Regions from separate parts of the Rattus norvegicus genome. Here region 1 is linked to region 2. Evidence: chromatin contacts called from public Hi-C data. All regions are on one chromosome and are shown on one strand. Each heading gives the region's core, a stretch centred on a gene start, on an enhancer-like site or on the middle of the called end of the contact. The rest is flanking DNA. Distances are from core to core; before and after follow the strand shown.

Region 1 (4,482 bases), core at 399-2,898, 450 kb before region 2:
TTCTTTTGTAAAGCACAATAAATGTCTATTAATTTTTAAAATTGCAACAACTCACTTCAGCAGGTTATCTTTGTGTTACAGTTTTCAGTAAATACTTAACCACACTCTGGCATTCCTTGTTGTCATGTGGCTTTGTGCTCTCTCTCAATATTAGATCTCTAACACATGGTGTATTTTACTGGAAATTAGGTTGAAGGAGCAGGAAATCTTGCCTCTAAAGCAGGTGCCTGAATCTGAGCAAACCCACTAGAAACAGGCCAGCTCAGACCCCAGCTCCGATCCATACTCACCGTAGCTTGGGAAGAAATCTAATACATTTTCAGTTCCCTTAATATAAGGATTCATATAAATTCCTTTCTGTATTTGACATTTAAATCACTGACTATTGTAAAGAGAAAGAGGAATCATTGACATTAACTCAGGAAGTCTGTGGCTTTACCCCTCCCCTGCTCACACTCCCATTTTCTCATCCCCAGATTAAGAAGTTATGCTGCCTGACAATGCACTTTTTTCTTGCAAGTCTCAACATTGCTGGTGGTATTCTGTTTCCGATGTTTTCTTCTAGCACCTGTTAGGGGAAAAATGGTTATATGGGGGTGGGGAGGTGGGGGAATTGGATTCTGCAGTTTTGTTGAAAAAGAGTCAGCTAACATAGAAATAAACAGAGGTGTCTGTGGGCATGGTGAAAAGTACAGTTTTAAAAGGAATCACTTCAGAGTATTTTTATACCTATCCCTATGTGCAAATGCAAGTGATCAGCTGACTGCTGGACTACCGAAACTGTCAGTCAAGAAGTAACTTGGCAAAAAGGACTCTTTGTCATCTTTTAATGCAAACCAGGGGTGGAGTAGGAGGAGGGGGAGGCTGTTGAAGACTCTTACTAAATAAAACACCATTAAATAGCAGCAGACACTATTTAAGAATTGTCAGTAGAGATTCATAAATGCTTTTTTTTTCTATCACTAAACTACCATGTGCTGCGAAGGGAGGAAATCTTGTCACGTGTCTTCATCAGCACTTCCCATGCTTCTTCCAGAGTTTGCCTATTATCGGAATCTACACCAGCCTTCCCTTTCATCTTTGCACTCTTCCAGTTACTGGGATCGACTGAAAGGCATTGCTTTCAAGTGTCTAACGCAGCGATCAGCAAGTTAACTTTCTGGCACGCTGCCCTAGATCTGCTGTGGCAGCTGCGGGGAGCCTTCATCTCATTTTCCCAAAACCAAGGGCCTACAGCTGCCTTGTGCAATAAACCCCCTCCAAAATCACTTCCAAATATAGGCTCTCTGGCCGCTAGGGGCTGCGCGGTCCTCCTTCCTTCCCGCCCTCGCGGAGCCCGCAGTGCCCACGTCAGGAACCCAGGTCGCCCTCGGGCGGCTCGCGGAAACCCGTGCCCGCAGTGCTCGAGAGCCGGGGTTTCCTTTCTTGAAAACATTAAATGTATTTTGAGCCTCCCCTGAATGCCATAAACAGTCCGTTTTGAACCAGAATAATTTAGTCCAGCAGATTCTTCCTCTATTAACAGCTGTTCCAGAAGGAGGAGCTGAAATCGGAGCCTCTTGGCTGTGATTGGCTGCTTCTAGCAAAAGCCAGGGAGAAACCGCCTCCCGCCCGGGGAGCTCAGTCGGGCGGGCAGCGGGCGGCCTCAGAGGCGTCTGCCTGTCCCCGCCGCACCTGAGCCACCGCGATGCGATAGGACCGCCGCCGGGACCGTTATCCGCCGTGCCCGCCCGCCGCCACCATGCCGCGCTCCTTCCTCGTCAAGAAACATTTCAACGCCTCCAAGAAGCCCAACTACAGCGAACTGGACACACACACAGGTACAAACTCGCTCTAAATCTGTGCGCGAGCAAACCGCGGTTCCATTGCTTTACTCGGAGCACACACCGGGCTGCTCTCCTTTCAGTGCTGTGCTAAAACTGTCCTTGGAGTCTCTTGATTACCTAGGTCAAGCTTTAATTCAAAACATTTGAGCTCTTTGCTGACAAGGAAAGCCTCTTTCCAGTCGGTTGTGCAGAATGGTTCCCCAAGCCCGTGTGCACACCTAAGCACTGCACGGACGTGAGCTCAAGCGTCCCTGTGCCCGGGCAGTTACCTCCTGGAGCAGAGCCCTGGAGAAGGCAGCTTGATTCGTGTGTCATTACCCCACATGCACAGCACAGCTAAAGTAGCCCATGCGTAAAATGAAAAGCAACTTTACAAAAAGTTTTAAAATATTGGCTAGTAGTTCGTTCTAAATTGGGACAGCAAAGCTAGTCCAGAATGAAGGTTGGGAACAGTCAGGGCAACTGTCAGCTTGCACAAGGACGGTAAGCTCAGGTGAAGGAAGATTTTTCTCTTCATGTGTGTCCTTGTAAGGCTGTCTTCACTCCAGAGTCTTCTACGGAATCTCCTGTGTGTTGTTATGCGCTCCCTCAGACTGTGTACATATATTTATGAAATACTTTGCCTTAATATTCCTTTCTTTCCTTCCTTTTCTTTCTTCCAGTGATCATTTCTCCATACCTCTGTGAGAGCTACCCCATGCCTGTCATACCAAAACCAGAGATCCTCACCTCAGGAGCGTACAGCCCTATAACTGTATGGACATCAGCAGTTCCATTCCACTCCCCTCTGCCCAGCGGCCTTTCTCCTCTTACTGGATACTCCTCATCTTTGGGGCGTGTAAGCCCCCTGCCTTCATCTGACACTTCATCCAAGGATCACAGTGGTTCAGAAAGTCCCATTAGTGACGAAGAGGAGAGACTCCAGCCCAAGCTTTCAGACCCCCATGCCATTGAAGCTGAGAAGTTTCAGTGCAATTTATGCAATAAGACCTATTCTACTTTCTCTGGTCTGGCCAAACATAAGCAGCTGCACTGTGATGCCCAGGCTAGGAAATCGTTCAGCTGCAAATACTGTGACAAGGAATATGTGAGCCTGGGTGCCCTGAAGATGCACATTCGGACCCACACGTTGCCTTGTGTCTGCAAGATCTGTGGCAAGGCTTTCTCCAGACCCTGGCTGCTTCAAGGACACATTAGAACACACACTGGTAAGGAAAATGTAGAAAACAATGCCTCTCAGCTCAAACAGTGGTGTGGTGGAGCTGTCTGTGGGGTGTCTGGAGGTACTGACAGGGGGTGCTTTTCATGAGGTGAACCACTGATTGTTGCTTTCTGCTCAAAAGCTTGTTAGAACAGCAAATGATCCATTCCAGCCTCTGCTCCAGGGACTGTAAACAGCATTTAGACTTTGGAAGTACATCCAGGAGATTTGGTCTCAAAGATCAGTTAGAAAGCAAGATCCAGGTACTTGATGTGTGTTCTGCAGAACTGCCCCCTGGTAGTCAATAAATACAAATGCCTGGCTCCTAGTGTTGATTTGATAAGCAGAGGGGGTTCCTATAGTTTTTTTTTGGCTACAGTTTTTGCTATGAATTCTGCCAACTCTTGAGTAAATGAGACTAAATTGGATCTGGCTGTTTGTTTCATTTTCTGTTGCTGGTTTAAAAAAAACCCTTAGCATAAAACCATATTCAGGGAGTCATGGCATTTATCCAGTCTTAGTCATAGTACATAATACATACTGGAAATGGAGGGAGCCACTTATCATTGCTGCACCTGTTGAAGCAGAAACCCTTAGCAAGAGAAAGCCCTTAATTTTGAATGTGTTCCTATCTGGCAGAATTGAAGCTGTTTGGCTGATATTTTGAAATTTTGTTTTAAAAGGCCAAATAGGAATATAACATAACAGGGGATGGATATGATCAAGCTATGATAATTCTTATTCTTCTGATAAACTACTGTTGATGCTCATTAATATTATTTGATTTTGTGTCCTATAAAAAACTGACTGTCCTTTATTTTTCCTTACCCCACCTCAAACAGGGGAAAAGCCTTTCTCTTGCCCTCACTGCAATAGAGCTTTTGCAGACAGATCAAACCTGAGGGCACATCTGCAGACCCACTCTGATGTAAAGAAATACCAGTGCAAAAACTGCTCCAAAACCTTCTCCAGAATGTCGCTTCTGCATAAACATGAGGAATCTGGCTGCTGTGTGGCACACTGAGTGGCGCAACCAGTGTTTACTCAAACAGAATGCATTTCTTCACTCCAATGACAAATGACAAATGAAAGTCCAAAGACATTTTCTCATGTGCTCACCAACCAAATAATATACATAAAAACACAAAAGACACACACACACACACACACACACACACACACACCCTACAGAACAGAATCTATGTACTTAAAGTTAATCTATTCTATGTGAAGTTTAAAATTTATTTACTGACAGCTAAATTGAAACATAAGAATCTTTCTTTTTAAAGATGAAGTGAAAAGCACATCACATCTTTTCTTACTAAGAAAGAATACAGAGGTTTACACTGCTGCCAAACCATTTCAACCAAAAGGAACAGTATTACTTCTTAATAGAATTGTAATAGTGTTTCCAAGAGTAAGAGAATCTGCCAGACACTATCTCAGGTGCCTTAC
Region 2 (4,191 bases), core at 91-2,590:
TGAAAAAAGATTACACTTAACTAACTATTGTTTTAAAGGAAGAGAAAGACTTTCAGATACAGAATTTGTCAGTCACAGACCTACAGTAAAATATGTTCAGAAAAATGTGGTCACAAAGGTGGTCAGGAGAAAGGGTAAAGGAAGCACAGAGATACCATGGAGCATGTACATAACCCTGAGCAGCAAATTTGTTAAGGGTCCAGGGCCATCTTATAATAATGTTTAGGGAAGGTGTGAAATATTGTTAGGTGCTCATTTTTTATTATTTATTTATTTATTTATTTTTAGCAAAGCTAGACTCTATAATTTTACACGCAGATCTCCAAGCCTTTCTTCGGTTCATTTTCTATTAAGCCCACATTTCCTACCAAATTCTTTGGAAATCCCTGATAATTTTTTTACATGATTTTACTTTACAATTTCAGAAAAGAAAGCATTTGATTAGTTTGCATAGAGTGATAAGTTATTGGTTTAAATGCCTACATGATCCCATCTGTCTACCAAATGTCACTTCCTCTTAAACGTTGCCATTACCAGCATTTCACCTCATTCTGTCAAGGTCCTTTCATTTCCCCATCACTGATATGGAAATGAGGGCAAGGAAGAGCCACTCCACTGAAGCTGGTGTCCAGTTAGTACCCAGTTCACTAGGACCACTATTGTCACCACAAAAATTAAAGGAGAGTATTTGATGGTACACAATAATCTAACAAGCTATTCAGTTCTTTTGTTAGATATTATTTCTTCATGTTAATGTTTACTTTATAGAATTTTTCTTAAACAAATCATTCAATTTCAATCATTCAATATTTAAAATTCCTCCTAAGCTTTCAAAAATTGATCCTCTTCTCTTATTTTTAACAACAAATGTTGAAGTAAGGAAGAACTATTCTGTTCTTGTAGTTGATTTCCTTTTGTCTAATTATTGATGAAGATACCTATTGATTTCACTGATATTTGTCAGAAAATTCTCAAACTGAAACCTATACCAACTCCAGCAACTCTACACAGAATTTGATATTCCTATCATCAAGTTTGTTCTTACTTCTAGGTTAGAGATTGTGAATTATTGAATCCATTAGACCCTTTGAATTCTTTGCCATATTCTAGGAGTTAACAAAATATTTTCAGGAGAAACACACACACCAGCAGCAGCAGCAGCAGCAGCAGCAGCAGCAGTAGCAGCAACAACAACAACAACAACAACAACAACAACAACAACAACAACAACAAGATGAAGACATTCCCTTCCTGTCCAACACAGCATGGGAACAGAACCTATTCCTCAATGCACTAGCCCCTAGTGGTCACATTCCTTCTCAAGTGTGGTTGATGAGGTGGTCTGGGAAACATTCTGACTGGGAGGGATCGAATTGCTGAAAGGCATGCAAAAAGGAATGTGGTTTTCAAAAGGTTTCCAGCAAGTACACAGGAATAGGGCTCTTGAAAGAGCCTGGATCTGGAGCTTCCCTTCCGAAAAACACTTCCAATCTCCACAGAGCCAAGTATAATAACAGTCCTGACATTATTATTACGAAGGGGAAAAAATCATTCATGCAGACTTAATGCTGTAATTTGGATATTTATAAGCCATACCCACTTTGCAACCTTACAGTTAGTTCTTGATCCAAAATGAAGCCCGCAGAAAAGCAGGGCCATGAGTCAAAGCCATAGGGCGGTTAAGGTCCAGCTTCTGAGGGTATCAGACAAGGGTAGCTATTTTTTAAGTGTTTTGAGGTAATTTTTCAAAACTTGGCCTCTTTTCATATATATATATATATATATATATATATATATATTATATATATATATATATATCATCGTATTTCACAAAATTTTCCATTTTGACCACAAGATAGAGTTCCAGACATGGGCAAAGAGCCGCTGTAACCAGAGCTCATGGTTAGGGGAACTTAATACAATAATCATGTGTTTGGGACAAGGTTTTGCAACTGCAGCTCTTTCTCCTTCTCCTCCTCTTCCTCCTCCCCGCTTCTTTAAGAAAATCTGCTTTGCTCAGAAGGAGCCAGTGGCTCCCATTATTTCCCATGGCCTCCCATTAAACATGAGTGTCATCAGTTATACTTGAACTGATTTCCAGAGTGGTCACATCCTGAATGCTACATTAACAGATTCCACCCCCATACACAATGACATCCTACATGGCGACAGCATGATTGTTTAAAAAAATGTAATAAAATATATATAATATAAAACATCATTTTAGCCATTACTAAGTACATGTTTCAGTGGCATTCAATCCATTTGAATTACTGTACAGCCAACCATCATTTCACTATCTTGAAAGCTACTAAAACCTTCTCCCCATTAAACACAAAGCCCTTAGTTCCCTCTTCCTCTGGTCCCAGGCAATCACCATTCTCTTTCTTCTGCCTATAATTCTCCTTTTGTAGATATTTCACGTAAGTGGCATCATGTAACATTAGGATGTTTGCATCTGGAGTGTTCTGTCAGCCTTACAGCTCCATGTTCACACGCGGTGTTGTACGTATCTGAATTTATTTCGTAGTCTATTTCCTAATTATCCTAATTCTATTCTAAAGTAATATTCTATTTTGTTTATTCATCCACCCACTATCTAGACACTTACATTGTTTCCATCATTTGCTATCGTAATGATTATATGAAAATTTTGTACAAATATCTGTGTCACAGAAAGGAATAATGGCTCATGTGGTTATTCTGTGTGTACTTTCTTGAGTAACTTCCATATTCTTTCCACTGCATTTGTATTATTATACTTCCCCACCAACCACCACCAGCATTCCATTTCCATATCCCCACTAATGCATATCATTTCTGGGCTGGTTTTCTTTTTTCTTATTTTAATTTTATTTTAAGATTTGTGTGTGTGTGTGTGTGTGTGTGTGTGTTTGTGTGCGCGCGCGCATGTGCATGTGTATGTGTATGTGTACAAACTAGTTTGTGTGAATACTGGCACACATGTGGAAGTCAGAGGACAATATCAGGTCTTTGCCATCTCCCTTGAATGGGAATAGATCTCTTGTTACTTGCTGCTGAGCTGTGTACAGACTAGCTGGCTGGGAATTCTCCAGTCTCTATCATAGGAGACAAGCACTATGATTCATAAGATATGATGCCAGGTTTGATAGGTTTGGGGCAAGGAACTCAAACTAAAATTCTCACACTTATGTAGCAAGTACAGAGCTTCTGATGTGTTCCAATAATGAGTGTTTTTCACACATACATTGGCTATAAAGTAATTATCTCAAATCTTTTGCCTGTTTTAAAATTAAGCATTTGTTATTATAGAATTATTTTCTCTTGGTTGACTGTGATTTTGGTGTGAAATCAAGGAATTATCATCCAATCCAACCATGAAGTTTCCCTCATCTTTTCTAACAAAGTATGTTTTAGTTTTAGTTCCTGAGTTTGGCTCTTTGGTGTGTTTCACTTAACTTTCAATATGATGTAGAGTATAACATGTTTCTCTTGTGCACACAGGGTCCATTTTCCTAGCTCTCTTTTTAAGCACAGTGCCTTTCATATTTTGAATGCTCTTGATACCTTTATGCCTTGTTAAGAATATTTTGACCCCTTGTTTGAGGATTTATCTCTGCATTCTCTGTATTCTGTTTGTTCTCGTGTCTGTCTGTGCACCAGTACCACACAGCTTTATAGTAAGCTTTGAAATCAGTAAGTATGACTGATTCCGACCTGTACATTTTGAAGGTTGTTTTGTTGACTTATGGTTATTTTCCTAATGCAGTTTTGTTTCTTGAAAATATCATTGATATTTTGATTAATGTTGCACTGAGTATACATGTGATTTTGACTATAATTCACTATTTTTATGTTAGCTATAGATTAAATTAACACTCTTTCAATCTTTGACTGTGGGACACACTTTTCTTTGTTTCTGACTTAAATGTGTTTTTACAATATTCATGTTTCCAGTGGATAGATTTTTGGTTAAACTTATTGCAAAGTATTTTATTTTTGCCATTACTGTAAATTCTATTATTTTCTTCATTTCCCCTTCAACTTCTTTACTGTTACTGTTTATAAATGTAGTTTAATTTTTATCAAGGTAACTTCTTTTAAGTATAAAAAAAGTATGTATCACCTTTCATTAATCAGAAGCAAAATCACTTTATTTGTGGGTGTCTGTATATTTATTTCCTTGGAGGTGTAATGATAGAATTGTTG

Evidence for each region. Hi-C and Micro-C count contacts between places; a contact is called where the count stands out from the background.
Region 1: a contact with region 2 is called in a Hi-C map of the A7r5 cell line, with 4 times the contacts expected there. The contact joins the promoter of Snai2 here to the enhancer-like site in region 2. A contact is called at or near these places in 3 of 12 Hi-C or Micro-C datasets (the A7r5 cell line, hepatocytes and kidney).

What each region holds. Positions count from the first base shown.
Region 1 is chr11:99,687,515-99,691,996 of GRCr8, reverse strand. Snai2 (snail family transcriptional repressor 2) reads left to right here and starts at 1,648. Exons shown (of 3, transcript NM_013035.2): 1 at 1,648-1,820; 2 at 2,489-3,034; 3 at 3,870-4,482. The coding sequence starts at 1,742. The coding sequence ends at 4,051.
Region 2 is chr11:99,234,285-99,238,475 of GRCr8, reverse strand. No RefSeq gene overlaps it. Among named protein-coding and RNA genes, the nearest start is that of Clxn, 260 kb to the left of the region's middle. Within about 2 kb of position 1,340, at least 4 of the 93 cell types and tissues checked have an H3K27ac peak or open chromatin away from gene starts, as enhancers often do. A contact at or near this core is called in the A7r5 cell line, where this site is marked.